Linked DNA regions of Mus musculus: all the other regions are linked to region 1. The links are chromatin contacts, called in public Hi-C and HiCAR-type maps. All regions are on one chromosome and are shown on one strand. The core of a region is the stretch at or near the end of the contact, and the rest is flanking DNA. Distances in the headings are between cores, read along the strand shown. Region 1 has its middle 3.3 kb from the start of Gm33265. Region 2 has its middle 28 kb from the start of Gm33381. Region 3 overlaps Gm40109 (a long non-coding RNA gene).

Region 1 (3,018 bases), core at 267-2,766:
TACCACCCAAACCTCCCCAAACAGCACCACCAATTAGACATCAAGTATTCAAATGTCCAAGACTGTGGAGGGCATTTCTCAACCAAACAATAAGTTTTTAAATATACATTCAACGTGAACCAGGTATACATCTTTTAATTAGAAAACTAATATCATTTACACTGGGTTGGCATTTATTGATTTGAAACACTGGTCTACGCTTTGCTGCCTCTTATGGTTGCCGCTGAGATGTCTGATGTCTAACTCACAAGTATCATTGTTCTCTTTTCATTAACCTGTCAAATTTTTCCTGACAGTTGAGTTATCATTTTCCCTTTTTACCTTTTAATTCTGGTTCTTTGTTTTGTGATTTTTGTTATCATACTATAATGTACTAGGTAACTCTTGATTGTCTCCAAGATCTTGGGTGTCTATGGCAAAGCTTACTTCTCTGTCAGTTTATAGATGAAGTATTTATCTTGACCTTGTCTTTCAGCGCTGGGATTTCTGGGCGTGGTCCAGTCTCTCGGTGATTGACAACTGTCACTGGTTATTTCATTTGTCTTTTATTTCCCACATTTCTCTTTCTTTGTTTGTTTTTCAAAAATCTTGTTCTTTTCGGGCTTTGTCGTCTATGTAGTTGGTTTTCCTTTCCAGGTCTTTAATTTATTTCCTTATTTTATTCATTTACTTGCTTGCATCCTCTTTGAGTTGCTGTTCATTTCCCCAAGTCCACTTTGGCATTCTTCATCTGGCATTTTTAATCCCTCTTAGTATCTTTGGGTTCAATAACTGAAGAGTGATGCTCTTTTGAATGAGACCCGTTGTTTTCCTTTTGTGTGTGTGTGTTTCTGTGCTGTGACTTGTGCATCTGTTTGGGTAGATATCTAAGTTTAAAAAGACAAATCCAAACATGAAGAATTAAGAATACAATGTTGTGGGCAGCAAACCAGTGAGAAAAGAGGGAGAAGCGAAATGGAGACAGGGTGTGCTCTCTGTCAGGCTTTAAAAGCTTTTCTAACAGAGCCACACACACAAAGCTGCTTACATGGAGACAAGAACTTCTCTTGCAGCTCTAGACCCCACAGACAAACCTTGGCTATCTTCAGGCAGCCGTGGTTAAATGACTAAGTCATAGGCATGGGTCACTCTTGGATAGCCTGAGAACCATGACTTGGACCAGCATGCAAAGAGGAACTATGTAGATCAGATTCTCTCTGGGAACCTGAACTCTTTTCTTTGGGAAGCCACAATGACAGAAATAACACCACAGGCAGATACCCAAAGACTGGGAACAGGTGCTTCCTGAGGTAACCGCGAAGACTAAAGAGTCTAAGGCTAGCTGAAGCTACACAAAAGTCAACATTGTTAGGAAACAGAAACTGTGGGGTGGGCAGGATCAGCTCGGGAGAAGAGGAGCAGACGCTCAGCGAGGGGCCATGCATAAGGAAAAGAATGAGAGCCACGAGGCAGCCTGTTCTGGGACTGCTGGGAACTTGATGTCTTGCCAGCTGCAGTCTAAGCCTGCGTGCGGTCTGATGGCCACACCTCACTCCAAGTTTCCTGGTAACTGATTGACAGTTAAGGGCTAAACTGAAGCAGGTTCAGTTTGAAAGAGAAGAGAAAAGCCTTCCAGGAGGCCAGGTCAACCAGGATGGTGCCAGGAGGAATGAGAGGGCACAAAGAGGACTTCTTAAAGTAGGAGATAAAAAGGACTGTCACATGTCAGGTCTTTATTAATGTTAGGTCAAACTAGCATTTGATAGATAAATGAATGGATATAGGACAAGGCCAAAAAAAATAAAACTTTGAGTAACAGCACCAAGACTTTAAGCTTGATACCATAGGCGATAGGAAACCTCAGGTGTTTGGAACAGAAAGGGGATACCATCTGTCTGGTGTATGAAATCCTTGAAGGTGTGGAGGATATTTCATTTCATCAGTAGAACATGCTTGACCATAGCCAATGGTGAGGGGCTGAACGCGTATGGCTAAGTGTGTGAGAGCAGCCCATGGTGGGAAGCAGAACTACATGCCAGCCTGACTGAGGGAAGATTCCACCCAGAATGCCCAGAAGCTAGGAAGAAGCCAAAGGCATCAACCCAACAGGCTGCTCTGAGAACTAATGGAACTCCTCCACGGCCTGGAAGTGGTTCTACTATCTTGGAATGAGCACCATTGGTTTTCAGTGGGTTGGACAGGACGAAGACTGGCAGCCTCTTAGATGCCACATGTAGACCTATGACTCATTCTGCCCCACAGACTTCTGTAGCTGCTGTCACTTTTATACCTTGTCGGCATGAAAAAACATTATTTCAGTGACCCCTGGGCCCTGAGTCTAGTGGCAGAGCCATCATGGGAAACAGAGGAGCTCTGGGCACTTCCAGGAGGATACAAGAGGGAGTTTGCACTTCCCATCACACATCAAGTGATTAAAGAAGGTGAGGTGGAGTCCTAAGGAGAAAAAGAGAACTCATTCATACTGCAGGCAGGTCTGCAAATGAATACAGCCATTATGGAAACTTCCACACAGGAACTCCTCCAAAATACAGGAAAAGCAACTGTGTTGCCTATTACCATGTTACTGTGTAGCTACCATGGAGAGGAGAGTGAGTGTGAAAGAGACACCTGCACTTACCCCAGCCTTGTTCACTGTAGACAAGATTTCGGGGCAACTAAGTGTCCATTAGCAGATTAACCAATAGCAAAAATTCGGTATATGCAAGCTACAGAATACCACTGAGCTGTAAAACCCCAAACCTGGATTTGTGATAACACAGAAGACATTATTTTAAGTGAAATAAGACAGATGCAACAAAATAAACCTGTCCTGAACTCACTTATATATGCAACATAAAGAGTTGATTCATGGGTGGAGTGGAATGGTGATGGCCAGAGAGTTGAATGGTTAGAGGGAGGACAGGGGGCAGGGAGGAAGAGTACAGGTCAAAGGGTAGAGGGAAGGACTGGGAGTGGGGGTAGGGTGTAGGTCAAAGGTTAGAGGAAAGGACTGGGAGTGAGGGTAGGATATAGGTCAAA
Region 2 (3,153 bases), core at 343-2,842, 130 kb before region 1:
TATATCTCTGACAAACACCAGCATTTGATGAATGAAGGAGAGGAGAGATATGCAAATGTACAGCGGTGTTTGAGTCTATCCCTTTTTCCTAGCCTGACCTTTCACCCTCTTCATCTGCTTCTCCCAGCCACCTCCAGCAGGACCCCACGGGCATGCTTACTCTCTGCAAGTGACGGATGGACTTTCTGATTTTTGACACGATTGCTCTTGTGTTCACTTTCTGAGTGACAGAGGGTTTCCATCTCCACCTGGGAAGAAGCCCAGAGCCGGGACCAGTTAGTGAGAAGCTCTTTTGGCAGCCGCCTGGATACATTAGTGTGTGTGTTAGTTTCATTTCCTGACACTGTGATATGATGAATGCTCCGGCGGACTCTGTTTAGGGAGAATGGTTTATCAGACTCACAATCCCAGGTTGCAGTCTGCCACTGAGGGGGCAGTAATGGCAACAGGAGCTTGAAGGAAGTAGTCGCAGTCGTAAACAAGAGCATGGGAAGTGCCATGTCAGAACTCATGGTAATTGTCAGTTTTAATTGTCAGCTCCACATAATCTAGAATCAATCGCTGGAGAGATGACTCTTAAAGAGAGGCCCTCTAACCAGCCTCGCCTACGGGCTCACCTGTAGCGGATTGTCTTGACTGCATTGATTTTGACATGGGAAAAAGGCCATTCTGAAAGTGGATACCACCATAGGACTGGACCCTGAACTGTACAGGAAAGGAAAAGTGAGCTAGGCACGCCCCGCCCCCACCCCACATTGGACCTGAGAGGAAAGTGGTCCCTAACATCATTTCATTCACGGACAGTCCAAGGCAGTTTTGCTGCGACCACATGCATTGTTGACTGTTCAATGACCCTGGACTATAAGTGGTGGACCCCCTGCCCCCAGTTTTCCATTGTGATAATCATAAAACATGTATCTATGGCTGTCCCCTCATTTAAAAAAGTTCCTGGGTAGCTCTCACCCCCCTCCCCACCCCCGCCCCCTACTCCCATGCCCACCATTCCCAGAATAAATTGGTTGGATCCGAATTCTTTTGTTGGTGTTTACAAATTGTTTGGGGTTTGTTTGTTTGTTTGTTTTAACCCAATGACAATGGAACATGGAGTCAAGGGATCCCTCTGGTGCGGTGACAGAAGAGTGATTCCAGATAGAGAAACAGCAAAAGCTAGGAAATGGGTGCCGCTGGGGGGAAGGGAGGGGACAGGAGGAGAGAGGGTGGAGTAGAGACTGATGTATAAAGACTGTTAGTGAGGGCCCAGGTGCCAGTGGGATCAGGGTCACCAGCGTCGGGCTTCCCTTCCGTGTCTGTCTCAGTTTCTTTATTACTTTCTTCATCTTACCATTTGGTTAGGAGGCCCTGCCTCCAAGGGGCTCTGGCAACACTAAAAGAGCTCCTGTGGGTGAGATGTGAAGACTGTTCGAGCCTATGGTTCACTTCAGCCCCGGAGGCCATTGCTCCTTCAGCCAGTCCCACCCCACCCCCAACTCCCCCACCCCCCCACCCCCGCCCCGGGCATGAGCCGCGTCATCAGCAACAGGAAGTCACAAAAGTCTGAGCACCTTCTACCCACCGCTCTGTGCCTGGAACCCTCAGGCACTGTGGTTTTCCTTGCCTGGTGGCATCTGAGTGCGACCTATACCCTGCAGAAACACAGATAAAATGTGTGGTCCTGGGCTTCCCCGCACGTTAGAGCTGTGGGACCCAGGGGGGCAGTGAAGGTGTTTGGTACTCAGGCCTCTAGCGCAGGTGTATGACCCGCGAGTCCAGCAAGTTGGAAGCTCTGGAATAATACAATGAGGAACACTTCCCTTTTTTTTTTTTTTTTTTTTTTTTTTTTTGGTCTCAAAGTAAAATACCAAACACGACCCTACAGTAAAACATAGCAATAGGTCTTCTCATGAGGGTCACAGTTGATCTGCGGAAATCTGTCATTCCCATCAGGTAAATTTCAATCCCAGAGCAGTAAGTAGCTCCTCTGGGAACCAAATCCACCACGCAGTGAAAGCTCACACTTCCCTTTCTGAGCTCCTGCGGTGGTCAGCCAGATCTACTCAATCATGTGTGACCTTCTCTGACTCAGCCCGCAAAGGAGGCTGGGAGCAAGCACCCTCTTGGAGCAGTCAGGCTCCCAGAGTCCTCCCAGTTCCTCCCCAGCCCCGTTTTTCCTGTTGAATGTGATGGGCAGAGAAGGCTGCTCATTGGAGTCCCCTCAAACTAGCTTCGGTGGTGTCTTCAAGGGAAGTGACCTTTCTGAGTGGGTCCCCAGAGCACTAGAGATGCTGAGTGCGGTGACTCTGTGTGACACACCCTTGGCTTCTGCTCGCTTTACTGCAGTAGAAGCCTGATATCTGGCAGCCTCTGCCACCAACCCCAGGCCTGCACTTTGGGCACTGAGCATGCAATCTCTAAGTGCTCTGGACTCCTTTGAGAAAGAGGACATTAGCGCTGATGTTATTATATAGTAATGAGAAAATGTTCCTGTGGCAGAGCACAGTGTACTCTGCAAGGAAATATAGTTACCGGAATTACCCTCTCATGTATCGCCCCTCCAGGATATCAAAGTTGACAGCCCGGACTCAGGCCTGTGGTCATTTCCAGGTCACCTATCTGGTCCTCCTTCAACCTCCTCTGGCCTCGGAGGCTCAGGTCAGGTGCCTTCCCACCTATCTTCCCTCCACTCCCGAGAGTTCTGGGTGGACAGCAACTGTGCAAACACTTGGCTCAAATTTCCTTGTTCAGTTGCTGTGACAGAACCTGGGGTTAGGCAAAGTTTGCTTTCATTTTACACACAAGGAAAAACCAGGCCTGGAGTGGTTAAAGCCACTTGGCCAGTGACACACCAGGGGATGGAAATCCAGGTAACGGGGCTCGGTAAACAGATGATTGGACCCCATGCTTCGCAGCCCCACAGTCTGGGGCTTCTGTGTGGGTCTAGGTGCAGAACAAATTGTAGTCATCACGGTGCTTAGCATCCTGAGCACCGGGTGCTACAGAGTCAAGAAGTACTACTGATGAGCATCCCAGCTGTGTAGGAGGGGAAGCCCCCAGGCAAGCTCTGGGTCCCAGCGAGTGGACAGAGAGCCTCCATCTTAGCCACCTCCTCTTTTACCTGCCTACTTCTATCATGTGTGGTCCTAAAAGGAAGCCCAT
Region 3 (2,861 bases), core at 341-2,840, 170 kb after region 1:
TGAATTGTGCATGGCTCGTGGATGATCTGCTGGGTATGCTGGAACTCATAAAGTTGGCTAGGCTGTTTACAGCTTGTGGGAACAAGCATTTGAGCTCCTTTTGAATATACAAATGTAGGGTCTGCCAACAGGAGTCCCTCCTGGGCTTGTGTTTGGGGGAGATGGGAAGCTGAGAGGTATGGAGTTGGTACTGATAAAGATTGCTGTCTTCTCTCAGGACTTACTTTTTAAATCTTGTTTTCCTTTTTGAAAGAACCAGGTTGGGATTATAGCTCAGTTAATAACATACTCGACTTACATAAGTGTAGCCTTGGGTTCAATCTCCAGCAGCACGTACGCAAGGTGGCATGTGCCTGTAATCCTAGAACGTAGGAGATGGAGTCTGGAAGGTCAGAAATTTAATATCATGCTTGATTACTTACTGAGTGAGCCAAAGGCCAGCCTTGGGCTACACAAGATGCTGTCTTGAAACAGAGAGAAAAGAAGGAAGGAGGAAGGAAGGAAGGAAGGAAGGAAGGAAGGAAGGAAGGAAGGAAGGGAGGGAGGGAGGGAGGGAGGGAGGGAGGGAGGGAGGAAGGGAGGGAGGGAAGGAGAGAGGGAAGGGGAAGAAGGGAGGGGGTGGGAAAGCAGGAGATAGAAAGGAGAGGAGGAGGAAGAGGAAGAGGAGGAAGAAGAGGAAGAGGAGGAGGAGGAGGAGGAGGAGGAGGGGGAGGGGGAGGGGGAGGGGGAGGAGGAGGTCCCGATAGGTAGCCTGGCTCTGTCTCTCACATGCAAGGTTCACAGCTATGCAGTTATAGTTATGTCTCACCTTTACGTATTTCTCTCTAAGGCTTTGTGTTTGAGCAGCCAAGAAAATTAGAGCTCGGAATGGTGGAAATATTCCAATTCAGTGATGGAGACAAATCACTTTTCAGATGTGGACCCTCAGTCTCGGAGAAGGAAGATTGGACAAGGTCATATCCCAAGGTCACAGATAGAGGAGCATGGACTCACGAGTCCTGGTTACCAGCTGACCTCTTCTCCCCCTGCTACACAGCTATCCAGGAAGGCATCACCCCCACAGAGATCACATCTCGTCCTGGGAGCTAGATCATAACAGTCACACACAGACGTACATGCTGCAGAGCTCTGCTTTGTGTCTGTGGTAATAAATGGCATGTTTCCACACTAGAAGAAGGAAGACATGCAGTCAGACCACAGAGTTGAGCTTTTGCCCCGTCTGGTCACTCCTGCTTGCTCTCGGGAGGGAACCCAAGAGTGTTCCTGGTTACCCTTTGGGACCAAAGACTCTAACAGCTCCAGTCTCCCTCAGACTTGCAAGGGCTAGATTGGAAGGGAAGAGATAAGATCTTAGGGGTTCAAAGGCCCTTTGTGTGGAGGTCAGAGGCAGGATATTAGTTTATACCACTCATAGTAGGGTCCTACTCTCTTGAGTTGCAAGGTCAAGGCCTGGGGCGAAATGTCCATGGAAGGGAATAGGAAGCCAAGTCCGACTCTGTGTTCATTCCGGGCCACTTTCACCTCCCTCTGCTGAAGGTCATGACTACAGCTCGGTTCTCCAGTGACTCACTCCAGGAAAATGACATGTGACAAGAACCTGGCTGTCATGGGACCGCTTGCCAAGGGTGCCAGGACAGTGGTGGCATTGTTCAGGAGAGGCTCAGGAAATCAAACATCCGGAGACAGTATGCACCGTCAACTCTCCCACAGTCTGGGAGAGAACAGATTCCCCGTCCATTGACCAGTCTGTGTATTTACTTGTAAAGGGCACATGGATCCTTATCCCCTTAGGTCTCAAGTGTGACATTTCCAACGCACTAAGACAGGTAGGAGGGACCGTTACCTTTGGAGGTGTTTTGCCTGATGTCACTTGTGAGTCTATCCTCCCCACAGCCCTTGAGATAAGCATTTATCACCACATCTTATTTTGTAGCTGGGGAAATATAAATACCCAGAAGTGAAAGCGCTCGTCTGGCCACTGAACGTCTGGCCACTGAAGATGCCATCCTGCGTCCATGTTGACAGGCAAACACACGCCCAGTGTCAGGAAAGCTCTGCCCTTTCCTGCTGGTGACTGGCTTCCTCCTAGAGTGCTGGCCCTAGCCATTGCTGAATGCTTGCCCTTTTGAATCTGTCTCTCCCACACACATCTTCTCTTTGCCCTCTTTTGTTTATCTGCCCTTCAGGCTCTGCTTGAAGCCCACTTTTCTTAAACGAAGACTTGACCAGCCAGTCTCAAGAGAATTCCTGTTTCCCCACCTCCACCTCTATAACTCTCTCTGCTTACACTTCTGACTTACAGCCTTAGATAGTACACAATCCCTATAAACGTTCATGAACAAATGCAACTACTAGCCATACGCTGAAACACCCAAAGGAATGGAAAATGCTTTTTTTTTTGAGCCGTAGAATTCTTCCCATAATGGAAAATACCAAATTACCAAAATACCAGTGGTTGGCAAATGTATTCTGAGAGATTACTCGAGAGACCATAAGACGGCCACACGATTTTGTTAACAAGACCCAGAAGGCACAGGGACGGCTGGCTATCTCACCTTTAGCCATAGACCACAGTCCTCTCCCCAGTCCTTCCTGGGTAGTAAGGGATGTTGATACTGCCCTGCCCAGAACTGTCCCTTGCCCCTTGCCAGTTTTAGGGGGATGAAGCAGGGGTCAACCAAGTACTCCAGGCCTTGAGCAGGCTTCTCTCCCTTCTTAGTATTCACAGCTCCTGCCCAGGCATCCATCTCTCAGTTAAGAACAATGGGTGCTATAGAGGAACACTGATAGGAGCAGGCAAGGTACACACACACACACACACACAGCTTAAAAGAAATAAAACATTCTGCTTGTCAGTCAGT

What was found. Hi-C and Micro-C count contacts between places; a contact is called where the count stands out from the background. HiCAR-type assays count read pairs that join an accessible place to other places.
Region 2: a contact with region 1 is called in a Hi-C map of DN2 thymocytes, with 3 times the contacts expected there. The contact joins two enhancer-like sites. A contact is called at or near these places in 8 of 484 Hi-C or Micro-C datasets (CD4 T cells, DN2 thymocytes, cerebral cortex and 4 more) and 13 of 115 datasets of contacts at active chromatin or transcription factors (DN3 thymocytes, the HPC-7 cell line, astrocytes and 7 more).
Region 3: a HiCAR-type map of kidney shows a contact between it and region 1, with 2.6 times the contacts expected there. The contact joins two enhancer-like sites. A contact is called at or near these places in 2 of 484 Hi-C or Micro-C datasets (myocytes and nephron progenitors), 3 of 115 datasets of contacts at active chromatin or transcription factors (embryonic stem cells, kidney and pancreatic cancer cells) and 1 of 9 other capture datasets (embryonic stem cells).

The regions. Positions count from the first base shown.
Region 1 is chr3:101,669,134-101,672,151 of GRCm38.p6, reverse strand. No RefSeq gene overlaps it. Among named protein-coding and RNA genes, the nearest start is that of Gm33265, 3.3 kb to the right of the region's middle. Within about 2 kb of position 1,516, at least 56 of the 459 cell types and tissues checked have an H3K27ac peak or open chromatin away from gene starts, as enhancers often do. A contact at or near this core is called in DN2 thymocytes, DN3 thymocytes, the HPC-7 cell line and 3 more, where this site is marked.
Region 2 is chr3:101,798,975-101,802,127 of GRCm38.p6, reverse strand. No RefSeq gene overlaps it. Among named protein-coding and RNA genes, the nearest start is that of Gm33381, 28 kb to the left of the region's middle. Within about 2 kb of position 1,592, at least 105 of the 459 cell types and tissues checked have an H3K27ac peak or open chromatin away from gene starts, as enhancers often do. A contact at or near this core is called in DN2 thymocytes, DN3 thymocytes, the HPC-7 cell line and 2 more, where this site is marked.
Region 3 is chr3:101,499,285-101,502,145 of GRCm38.p6, reverse strand. It overlaps Gm40109 (a long non-coding RNA gene), which reads left to right. Exons shown (of 2, transcript XR_867517.1): 2 at 1-219. Among named protein-coding and RNA genes, the nearest start is that of Gm40109, 7.1 kb to the left of the region's middle. Within about 2 kb of position 1,590, at least 60 of the 459 cell types and tissues checked have an H3K27ac peak or open chromatin away from gene starts, as enhancers often do. A contact at or near this core is called in kidney, where this site is marked.